2 separate regions of the Canis lupus genome follow, and region 2 is linked to region 1. A link is a contact called in public Hi-C data. All regions are on one chromosome and are shown on one strand. The core of a region is the stretch at or near the end of the contact, and the rest is flanking DNA. Distances in the headings are between cores, read along the strand shown.

What was found. A called contact is a pair of places that touch in the nucleus more often than the background predicts.
Region 2: a contact with region 1 is called in a Hi-C map of skin fibroblasts, with 2.4 times the contacts expected there. The contact joins the promoter of MAPKAPK3 here to the enhancer-like site in region 1.

The regions. Positions count from the first base shown.
Region 1 is chr20:38,626,240-38,632,152 of UU_Cfam_GSD_1.0, forward strand. DOCK3 (dedicator of cytokinesis protein 3) reads right to left here. Exons shown (of 53, transcript XM_038566321.1): 40 at 2,299-2,440; 41 at 908-1,074; 42 at 690-776; 43 at 49-228. Among named protein-coding and RNA genes, the nearest start is that of MANF, 23 kb to the left of the region's middle. Within about 2 kb of position 2,557, at least 2 of the 20 cell types and tissues checked have an H3K27ac peak or open chromatin away from gene starts, as enhancers often do.
Region 2 is chr20:39,160,661-39,166,573 of UU_Cfam_GSD_1.0, forward strand. It overlaps MAPKAPK3 (MAP kinase-activated protein kinase 3), which reads right to left and starts at 3,133. Exons shown (of 11, transcript XM_038566336.1): 1 at 2,814-3,133; 2 at 2,292-2,559. The coding sequence starts at 2,507. LOC102152043 (a long non-coding RNA gene) reads right to left here. Exons shown (of 4, transcript XR_005374445.1): 3 at 5,791-5,913; 4 at 3,755-5,619.

The DNA.
Region 1 (5,913 bases), core at 1,307-3,806:
ACCCACCTTCCCAGCAAGATCATGGGTTTGGTCCAGGACCTAGCTCACCTCTTGGTAGCGTGCAATGCCCCCATTGACAGCTGCATCGATGACACCATTCAGGCACATGCTGAGCAGGTTGATGTTGCCATGCACCTGTTTGTGTTGATACTGGCTGATGAGGGCCCGTAGCTCCTGGTTCTTATTCTCAACCACTTGGATGGCATTCTCCAGAGGACTTACCTCCACCTGAGGGCACACAGCATACAGTGTCATCTCAGGTACAATGACAACCCTTCCCTTAGCATAGTCCTAAGAGCAGTGGTGATCTAAGACCAGTGGTGCTGATTCCCACCCTTGTTCCTGTGGATTTAAGATTCCTTGACCTCTTTTGAATTTTTTCTTCTGATCTGTAGGTACTTAGAAGTACAGTAAATAGTGAAGAGCACCAGTTCTGAAGTCTGAGAGCTCTGGCTTCCTGAACCTCGGAGAATAGTTTCCACATATGTAAACTGGGAGATTAAAAATACTTGCTGCCTAGGGATGTTATGAGGATTCAAAGAGAGAAGGTGTACAGAGCTGCTGGCATAGGATTGGCTTGTGGCAGCCCAAGCCAGGCAGGTGGCTGAAGCTCGCTTTCTGTCTTCAGTCCTTAAAGGAAGGTCCCCAAAGCCAGGGCTGAGGGTCAGCACATCTGAAACATATCTCACCAATTCCCTCCTCTCCACTTCGAACCACCGAGAGATGCCGGGCAAGCTGTGGGTGAGGGTCAATGTGGTGCGCTCGATCCACAGGCTCTGTAAGGAGGGCACAGGCGGGTACAGGCCATTAAGCAATTTTTGCCGTGCCTGCCTGCCTGCCTGAAGGATGAGACACTGATGAGATTCCAAGAAAGTGGGGCTTGCCCGGCTTTCCTAGAGTTGTTCACCTTGAATTCATTTTCCTTGTCCTTGGGGCCTTTGTGAAAAGGCCTGTCGTACCGGAACTTCCTCACATTGTTGACACGGTAGAAGCTCTTGACGCGATCTGGGACCCTATCCATCTGCAGGACATCCACATAATCTGGAATGGGTGTCACTGCGTAGATCTGCAAGTCTGGGCAGGAAGTAAAGGGGAAACCCAGGCTTGCCAGAAAAATGGATCTGAGTACTCACCCCCGTTATCCCCTAAAGGAGAAGAGAATACCACAGCCCCTGTCCCCTACTGGTGGCAGCAGATGCATCTCAAGGGCCAGATGAAACCCAAGTGCAGTTAGACCAAACCTCCCTATCTGTTTCCTCTTCCTGCTCTAGCACTGCGTCTCCTGAGCACCAGCCAACATGAGATGTCAATAGCCAAGAAAAAATGGAAAGGGGTCAGGAGAATGCAGGTGCCCACCCTGCAGGAGCAAGAAAGTTGCAAGGGCCAGGGCCTGCCCACTGTAGGTAAACTGTATTTCCTGAAGAAGAATCTTTTAATAACAGTACTTTTTGGGGGATCCCTGGGTGGCGCAGAGGTTTGGCGCCTGCCTTTGGCCCAGGGCGCGATCCGGAGACCCGGGATTGAATCCCACGTCGGGCTCCCGGTGCATGGAGCCTGCTTCTCCCTCTGCCTGTGTCTCTGCCTCTCTCTCTCTCTGTGTGTGACTATCATAAATAAATAAAAATAAAAAAAAAACAGTACTTTTTGGGGTCTTTGTGGAGAGATATCATGGGAGTCCACCTGCTCTCCCATCTCTGGAACAAGCCTGTACAGTCATCATGACTGTCATGAGGTCTCCAAGGAAGCTATGTGAAGGGGAGGAGGGAAAGGCTAGTGTTTGCAACCAGACTTCCAAGTGCCACTAAAACCACAGGCACTCCCCATCGCCTTCCCGACTCCCTCCACATCCACTCCCAATGCTGTACCTCAGTCCTCCTCACAAAGACAAGGCATAATAACAGATGCACATAGAAGCAGGGCACAGAAGTGGTGGTTATCCCTGTGGTAAGAGCCTTGGTGGACCCTAAATCATCCTGTTATGTGACTGTTCCTAGATGCCTAGACAGGTCCTTCACAGGGCAAGGTAGGGACTAAGGTAATGGTAGCAGTGAACCTCAGGGATAAAGGTCCCCCTGAAGCTCTACTTAGGCACTCCATGGCTAAGGGCATGCCATGGCTGCCTCTGTGAGGCATGAGGGCCCTCCTACATGTGGGTTCAGTGATGAGGACACACTCTATTCAGGACGTATGGGTAATCTAGTCTGTAAGGCCAACAACACAGCAGAGACACAGCTGACTGGGTGGGCCTCACCTCCCAGGATCCCAAAATGCCATCCCCCACCAAGCATCAAAAGATACACTGGGCATCACACTGCAGGATGGCATCGTCAGGGTGGTTGGGGTGCTGCATGGCAACAGCCTGTGGGAACTCGCTGAGCATCCTCTGCTGGAAGGCCTCCAGCCTCTCGTAGTCATGGCCTCGGCACACGTATTCTTTGTTCTGCCACAAACAAGAGAACATGCTCTATGCCTTGCCTCCAGTCTCCTGCCTCCACATGGCTGTCATCAGCTACTCACATCACAAGCATGTCCTAGGAGCTCCTGTGATAGGCATAGCAGTCAGTCCCTGCCCTAGGGGAAGCGATGATCAGAAGGAGGGGGACAGACAAAGGTAGACTTGCACTGTGATGTGGCAACCTGGAGGCAGGGCACAGGCTGTGGGAAGCTTGGAGGAGGGAGGGTATCTTACCCAGGAAGGGATTGAGGTGGGGGGGGGCGGATTTTAGAAAAAGTCACGCCTGAAGGGAGTACTGAAAGGCCCAACTGGGTCAGCTCTAAGAGAGAAGTGGGGAAGGGCACTCTGTGTGGGTACAGTGACAACCAGGGCCTGCTTTGGAAGGACTACTTTTATTAGCTGGGAAAACAGTCTAAATATCGCCCAGTGTTCAGTAGGTATTCAACAATTACTCATTGCACTGGCAATAAATTCCTTTGCAATTACATCAGCAGAACAAACTGTTAGGACATCATCCTAACTACACATTTCTTAAAACCTTGTGTTACATCATATTTGGTTTGAGTTAGGTCTCAGTTTCTCTCCTGGTGGGCTGATGACATGACAAGGCGCCCTCAATCCTGATGCTCTGCCTACCTCACAGCTGGTCACGCATGAGTGAGTGGAAAACTCGTTCAGACCTCTGGTGACATGGGTCTGCCTGCCTAGCTGCCTCACTAGATTCACTTTGACAAAGTGGCATCAGGCATGGCAACCCCTCCTCTTGGCATATTTTCAGAGGAAGAGAGACAGAAAGGTCCATAGGGCCAGCCATATACTTACCGGTACGGGGATGATCACTGGCCAGGCCTTGGAGGACCTTAAATTTTTTTGGAATAGAACCTCTGCCCCCTTTTCACTTCCCCTCTTACTATGGGAGAACTCAGCTAAGGCTGGGCCACATGTCTGGATGGATCAGAATGAAAATACCAGAAGAGAAGTCAAGGTCAGGAGGAGCAGGCTGGCCTCTCTGGTGGAACACACCAACAGTCAAAGGACAAGAGACATTTCTAAGTCCCTTGCCTGATAAGCAGAACTAACAAAGAAGATAATGATAAAGAACTGGTCTTTTCATATCAACTTGCAAATGTACTATCCTTACCAGTATTTATTCATGGGTCAAATGAAGAGAAATAGAAATTCCCCCAAGAAGGGAGGGCTGGATGTTTTCCTGACTCTGAGCAGATTAGTAGATAATCTCGCTTTGTGAAGCGAGAGAGGCAGATGGTCCAGAGAAACCAAGCTGACAGAGCCAAAGTAATAGATGGCCTATGTGTTCAAAGGAGGTGAGGGAGTGGCCTAGCTTTCTGGGGAAGACTCAGCAGGAGGAAGGCACATAGCATCGACCTTGAGGCTCGTTGTTGGTTTCAAGTTTGCCTGCATAATCTTCATGTGAGACAGATCTGGCTGCCATTGCTTTGTACTTGGTCCTTGCCATCTACCAGGCAAAACAGCTACCTCCACTGGGACTTATTCCATTTGCCAAAGATTAACTGAGCAGCTGCAGTAAGGGAAGGCAGCATGTGGCTAGGCCAGGCAGATCTGTATGCATGAAACATAGCTCCTAGGAACTGCACCTTGTGTGGAGATGGTGATGGACTGAAGTGTGACGTTTCCTAATACCCACTGCTATTTTTCCTCCATTACTGGCACCACTGAACATTCAGACCGTTGTTTCCAAGCATTATTTGGATGGGCCAGATGCATGCTCTGCATGTCGTGAAACACCGAGATGCCCTGTGACATGAGCATGTGGGGTGGAAGCCAGGGAAAACTATGATGGAGACCTCTGTTTGGCAGAGACAGAAATGAGGATACCAGGGCCCGATTTTGTAACATCCAAAATAATGATGTTTGATTGATGATGATTTTAAGAGTAAAATCTGGTTTTGATATACAAATTATGGGACCGAACAACGAGAATAAAATGACAATAAAGCATAATTTTCAAAGACAAAATGAGAAAGAAGTTATAAGGCCAGAATCATTAGTTTGTCTAAGGACTTTCTAGAGATGCTTTTGGTTTCTGATTCTTGTGTGATTCCTTCTTTCCCTTCCGCTGACCTCTACTCCCATTGCTTTTGCATGACCTAAGCTTGTGGGGGCAATAAGGATGCCACTTCTGAAATGCCTGAGGTGGATGGTCCCTAGAGAGTGAACAAGTCCAGTTCCCCTGAGGAGACCCTTTAACTAATTAATTAATTAATTTAAGGGAGACATTAAGGGCACCTGACCGGGGATCCCTGGGTGGCTCAGTGGTTTAGCACCTGCCTTCGACCCAGGGCGTGATCCTGGAGTCCCGGGATTGAGTCCTGTGTTGGGACTGCATGGGGCCTGCTTCTTCCTCTGCCTCTCTCTCTATGTGTCTCTCATGAATAAATAAATAAAATCTTAAAAAAAAAAAAGGGCACCTGACCTGTAATGTGAGATCAAGCTCATCGCTGATCACTGGCTAAAGCAATTTCTCTGATAAGACAGGATCTCAAACATATCAAAGTGATTCTATGAACTTTCCCAACTGCTTTTTGAGAATTGCAGACACAGAACTTTAGTAATATATTGGAACTGGGGACATTCAGAGCTAGCCCTAGTTCTCAAGAGCCCTAAGGCCCTTTCATCAGCACAGCTTCATTTTTTTTTAAGATTTTATTTATTCATTCATGAGAGACATGGATAGAGAGAGAGAGAGAGGCAGAGACACAGGCAGAGGGAGAAGCAGGCTCCACACAGGGAGCCGACATGGGATTCAATCCTGGGACTCCAGGATCATGCCCTGGGCCAAAGGCAGATGCTTAACTGCTGAGCTACCCAGGGATCCCCATCAGTACAGCTTCATTTAGGCCACCTGAGAACACTCAATCCCTCTGGGCTACAGCCTACAAGCCTCCGACTGCTCCTGGAGCCTCTGGCTTTTGTGGAATAAAGAAGAAAATTACAACTGTTCAGCTAGTGTCAGTCCATCTATCCTCAGTCATTCCTTCCACTCTGTTGGTGTACCCAGCTCAGACTTCCAGGGAATGATGGGGAGAAATGGCTTTTACCCTCCTGGGCCAGAGATCTGGCTGCTTAGAAAAGGCTTTCCATAACTAGATCCCCTCTGGCAGCTCCGACAAATTTCTCTGAAATCAACAGGTTCTCCATCCTGGCTGCATAGCCTATAGTACAGCCAGAGGGAGAACCATTATCTTAAATGACAAACCAAGAGGCCATCCTACTATTGAGGTCAAGGCTGTATTGGTATCCTATCTGGCTGAGAATGGTCACAATGGAGGATTCCAGGCACTGGAACTTGAAGTTGGAAGGTTTCTAGACATACCTTATGGGACATTCTCAGACTTGGTCATTTCCTAAAGGAATAGGTTTTGGTAAGAAAATCACCCTTATATATTCCAGGTTGCTACAAAATAGTACAGCAGAGT
Region 2 (5,913 bases), core at 1,883-4,382, 530 kb after region 1:
GTCTCTCCAGGGCCCCCAGCTACAAGGACACTGACCACAACTCTTCCTGTTTTATGAATGCCTGTTACATTCCAGGCTTCAAGCTAAGCATTATCTGCCATCTTGAGCAACAGGGCAAAGAGGACAGGCATGGAGTGAGGCCAGGGCACTCAGCCTGTACCACCAAGAAGGACAGAGATGGCAGAGGGCAGAGGCTAAGCAGAAAAATGCCACTCTCCTCCTCGAGGCTAGAGTCATCACTCACAGTACAAGTACAATATTTCAGAGTTGTGCTAGCACCATCTTGGAAGATGGTAAAGACCTCCCAGATGGTAGAAAATTCCAGACTTGGTCACTAGAGGAGGGCTGGGGGCAAGCAAAGGAAGGTGTTGGAGTGGGAGGCACATTTAATCCATGTTCTCCTAGGGCCAGGTCCTGAAGGCCCAAGGCAGTAGCTCTAGCCATATTCACCCATAAAACCTAAAGGGGTCTCAGAGGGGAATTTGTTCTAGGCCTGTCCTACTTCCCAATCTAGATCAGAGAAAGCATTGAGGCCCTAGATTCAAGAGGAGGTATCTTGGAAAGTGTTGCAGTCAGAAGTTCCCCAAAGTCACTTGTCAGACACAGCACCTATGGAGAAGAGATTGGACCCAGCCCTGCTTAAACCTGGTGCTACCTGGCCCAAGATCTCTGTCTTCCTACTACATCTCTGCCTTGCTCACAGCATCTGAAACACCGCAGGGGCGGGTCAGAGCCCAGCCCTGGCTCACAGGGCCAAAGCCTTGGTATTAAGAAGAGTTCTCTGGCTTCCATTGGCCCCTTGTCTACCCAGACCACCCCTGACCCCAGCACAGATGAGAGAGCTAAGACAGTACTGAGGGAAGGGATAGAGACTCTCCTCTGAGAAGAGCCACTTTTCCCCTAAAGGAATCAGAGATAAGGCCCCACCCCCCACCCCATTCCACTGCTGGGTTAGTAGATGAGGAAGCTGTGCCCAAGGCTCAGCCTCACCAGCCCAGCCCTGAGCCTCCTCCAGACCCATCCTATCAGCCCTAGTGCCTCCAGGAAAAACACAGGGAGTTGGACCCAGGTCCCTGCTCAGATACTTGCAAACACTGTGCCTTAAATAAGTCCTCCAGGCCTGCATCAGGCCTAGTACCAATTACTCTACAGGCATCATCTCATTCCAAGCTCACATCAACTCTTTATCTTTCCCCCTAAGCAGAGGCAGAAACCTTGTTTCCAGAGTCCAGGACCTAGTCCAAGGTCACAGAGCTGGTAAATGCAGGCCAGAGATTAGAGCCACATATTCAGAACTCTGCACTCAGGCTCATAACTATAATGTCTGTAAAATGAGAAGATCATTTGCAGTATTCTAACCTCCAGGAGCCACTTTCCTTGCTATGATCTACCTGTCCAGGTGGCCAATGGCACAAACTGCTCTTGAGTGAAGCTCCCAGTGGCAACAGATTCAAGGCATTCTGGGTATGGGGCAGGGTCCTGGGCCCGGAACTAAATGACTTAAGCCAGAAATATGTGGCTAGATCAGCCACCCCCAGAACTCCCTGGATTCCACCTGTATCAGTGAGTTCTTTACCAGGCCTCCAGGGAGCCTGTGGTGTGACATGGATAGAGCTGGCCTGCCCTCCGCCCAGGAACCAGGGTGAGTCAGGCTTGGAGGAAGACCTGCCCTTTTCGACGTAGGGCCAGTGACTCAGCTGGAGCCCATCAGCAGCCTCCTGTTCACAAGTGTGATGGGCACCCTCCTTGCCCACCAGCCAGTCCTGGGAGGCTCCCACCCCCTACTCTAGCCCATGCCATCAGGGGCCACAAGAGAAAGCAGCCTCACCCCAAGGCTTGGTGGGGACTCAGCCTCAGATAGAGGGAAACTCAGATCCATTCCAGTCAAAAGAGTTTCTCATGAAAAAAAAAAAAAAAAGAGCTTCATATGGAAGGAACAACCTTCCTTCCAAGTAAGCCCCTCCCCCCCACCTTTGGTCAGAACACAGAGGCCCAGCCACAAACCCAGAGTCAGGAACCACTCCTTCCCTGTTTCCGGGACCAACAGACTCTACCCATACTGACTCCACCCCTTGCTCTCTGGGACACCCTGAGTTTAACTGGACTAAGCTTTGTTTCCCCCATCTGTAAAGCAAGGAGAACCAGGAGCCTGACCTAACAGGGGAGTGTGAGAAGGAAAGGAGATACTGATCCTAAGAAGCTTAGTAGGGTCCTGGGCATATCTTGGTGCACCCCCAGGCCTCTGCTGTTGGGCCCTCCAGGTACCCACGGAGCAGTGAGGGGCCACTGACCTTCAGGGCACATTTCTGCCCAGTGCGCCTGTGGAAGCACTCCAGCACCTTGCCGTTCACACCCAGGCCCAGCACTTGCTTGGACAACTGGTAGTCATCGGTCACTGCATACTTCTTGGGCTCCCGCCGCCCCCCGAGGGCAGGAGCGCCAGCTGAGCCAGGTCCGCAGGGTGCTCCTTGAGGGGGCACAGGCTCCTCTGCTGTCTCACCATCCATGGCCCCCGCGGGGCGCTCAGAGGCGACCCCAGCCTGGCGCGTCCGGGGTCACCTAGGGGGTAAGAGAAGAATGAGTTCGGCCTAGACTCCTCCAATACACCCCAGCCTGGAGCCCCTGAGCCTGGCGGGGCTGCGGGCAGCGGACTGCGCCGGGAGCCGGGCGGGAACTGTCCGAAGTACGGACGCGAGGCAGGGGGCGGTGGTGGCGCGACGGGGCGTAGCGAGTCCTGCGGGACACCTGGCAGGAGGGGAAGGGGCTGCGCGCCGGAGGGCGTGGGAGGTAGAGGGGGCCCTAGGAGGGCGTACCTGGCGAGGCCGTCCCTGCCAGCAGAGTACCTGGCTGGCGCCGGCGAGGGGCAGGGTCCGCGGTCCCGGGAGCCCCGGGCGCGAGCGCCTAGAGCCGAGTCGCGCCGGCCGCAGCCCACGTGACCGCCCCCCACCCCCCACGAGCGTCCCGGACTTGGGGCCCGGCTCGGTCAGCCTTAAAGGGCCAGGCGGGCCCTGGCAGGACCGGGCGGGCAGGAGCCCTCGGCGGGCCCCGCCCCGGAGCCTGGGCAGAGCAGGAGGCGTGGCTTCTCCAAGGGGGCGGAAACCTCCTGGCTCCGGGCCCCCAGCGGCCCGCGAGGACTGCGCCAGCCCCGGAGTTTGCCAGCGACCTAGGAAGTGACAGCGCAGAAACTCTTGTTTCTCTTGGAGCTTCAGGAAGCCCTGGAGTCGGGCGTGTTCTCTGCACCCTGCCGACCGCCCTCCAGCAAGGCTCGTACGGCTTGCGACTTCCTTAGTGGTGGCCCACCGCCAGCGTACCTAAAGTCCTAATTTTTGCCACCAGGCAGAGTGAAATGGCATTTCGTTGTGATTCTCCTCTTTCCAATCCCTGGGGGTTCTGGATGTCTTTCACATTGTGTGCATCTCCTGCTCATATCTGTGGCTTATTTTTCCCCTTGGGATACACAGGGTACTTAGACCAGATATCCTAAATTCTCATTTTGCCAGATCCATTAACTTTTCACTTTATACTTTGAGCTTTTGGTGTCGTGTTTGAAAAGTCTCCTCCTCCTACTCTATATACTCCATATTAGCTATGGTGCTGCCGTTCACTTTTAGGTTTCTATTCTGAGCCCATCTTAGGTATTTTGAGCCAGTTTTTCCATCACAGGCTGTTAAACAACTCTTATTTCACGGATGAGGAAACTGAGCAACCTCCCCCCCCCCCCCCCCGCCTCCCCCACCACACACCCAGAGGAAACAACTTGTATAGAGCCGCAGGGGGTGTTGCTCTCTGCTGAGACAAATCTGCACTCTTCCAGCACACCGCGCCCATTCCCCAACCCTCAGGCTGAGGGACTGGAACTTGGTGGCTCACTTAGGACTGGGTGGGTGAGGCCTGGGTCAGGGTCCCTGCGCGAGCCTCTGCTGCCATCTACAGGCCACTGTCAGGACTGCAGGCACTGAGGCCTCGGCCCCTCCCGTGCCTCGGAGACCTTCCTGCTGTTGGTAGGATTGGGCCCAGACAGCTCTCCCACCAACTTCCCCATACCCCAGCACACACGCAGGTGGATGCACGTGGACTCCTGGGCTGAAGATCCAAGGCTCTTCAGATCAGCAGTTCCTGGAGAACTGGCACCTGCTCTGTACAGGGGTTGAGCCAGAAGAAAGGGCCCGGCACTCTGCCCTGTCGCCTTGAGACAACCTTCAGGCTAGAAGAGTTTGGTGAAACAGAAACCCTGACGATGGCCTCAACTTACTGAACCCTTTTCTTGGATCAGACACTGAGAGGGTGTTCTACCTGGGAACTCCATGATCTCACTGGGACCAGAGGCGACAGGGTTATACCCACGTCATGCAGTCTACAGGACAGACACGCAAGACAGACAAGACCTGAGAGATCAAGCAACCAGCCTGAGATCAGTAAGTCTCATGGCAGGGTCTCCATCCGAACCCCCAGAGAACAATTCCAGGGCCCAGCTCTCACCCTCAAATGATGCCCTCCTGTCCTGTGCCTTCCTGTCCCCTCCCACATCCACTTGTACAAATATGCTCTTACACATGTTCACAGATGCACAAGCACAGATTTGCACATGTGTACAGACACATGGGCATACATATGCACCACACACACACACACACACACACACACTCACATTTATGCCCAGCTGGACCCAGACCTCGGTCCCTGAGCCCCATCTCAGAATCTGATCTAAGATCTCAGAGATTTGGAGGAAGCTCCGTGATCTGGAAGCTTCTACAGCTTGGAGAGTGGAGATGGATCCTCCCTCTAAAGGTGATGGTTTGGGCCAGATGAACCCAAAGCTGAGCAAGATCTTTCTGGACAAGCAGGGTCCTACTCACAAGCAGAGCGCTGAGGGTGGGGGCTGGCTCCTTTCCCAGCCAAATTATCTCAGTGTATGCTGTGATTGCTATCTTAGTTTCTAAAAATCGAATCTGATTATAATTGTTCTAAACATCTTATAATTGTATTTTTTAAGTGATCTCTTTTTAATTCAAATTTTACTTGCATAAGTAAAACTTCCTTGTTACAATAAATTCAGACCATAGGGAAATGTGAAAAGTAAGCAGTGGTGGTGATCCCTGTCCCTTTACAGTCTCCACCACCAATGCCAATGCTTACACAAGCACACACACATGTCCCACATAGGTCCATCATAGATGTTCTGAACTATTGATTCAACCCAAGAGACTCAGAATACATGGTTTCCCCTAGATGCTCATTTTCTAGCAACCACTTGCATACTGGTGTGAGAATTCACTATTTGGGATGGCTGGGCCAGGATAGGGGTGGGTTCATGGTGGCAGACTTTGTTAAAGGGGTCCAGTGTGTGTGTGCGCGCGCGTTTATCAAGGAGTAGGGATGGGGAGTAGAGGACTGAATATACATACCCCCGACACATATACACACATACACACCTGTGTGGACTATTCTTCAGGGAGAGGAAAGGCTGAAATGAGGAGACTAGAGAGACCAAATGAGCCACACTTTGAGGAAGGCACTGCTGTGTATTATTATTGTGATGACCCATCTTGTGACTACTCCTGGTGGGGAGGAGCAGGGACTCCCTGCAGCAAGGTGCAAGGAGTGCCAGGAGGGGTTATCCTGGAGAGAACAAGAAAATTTGACAAGTGAAACTGAGAGGAATTACCACTGGGTGGCATTGTGGGCCCAGCAGTCAGAGCAGGGTTGGGTAGGGAGTAACCAGAGCAGGAATGGTGATAAGATGGCCAGGAACCCACAACACCTGGGGCAAAACAGGGGCACACCACATACCAAGCAGAGACGTGAGGTGCTTAACTCTGTCAAATTCACAAAAGGTGGTTGGAGGGCAAAATCCTTGGGGCCCTTTAACCCACAGAACTGCTTAATCACTGACATCTGTAAGGGAGCTTCCAA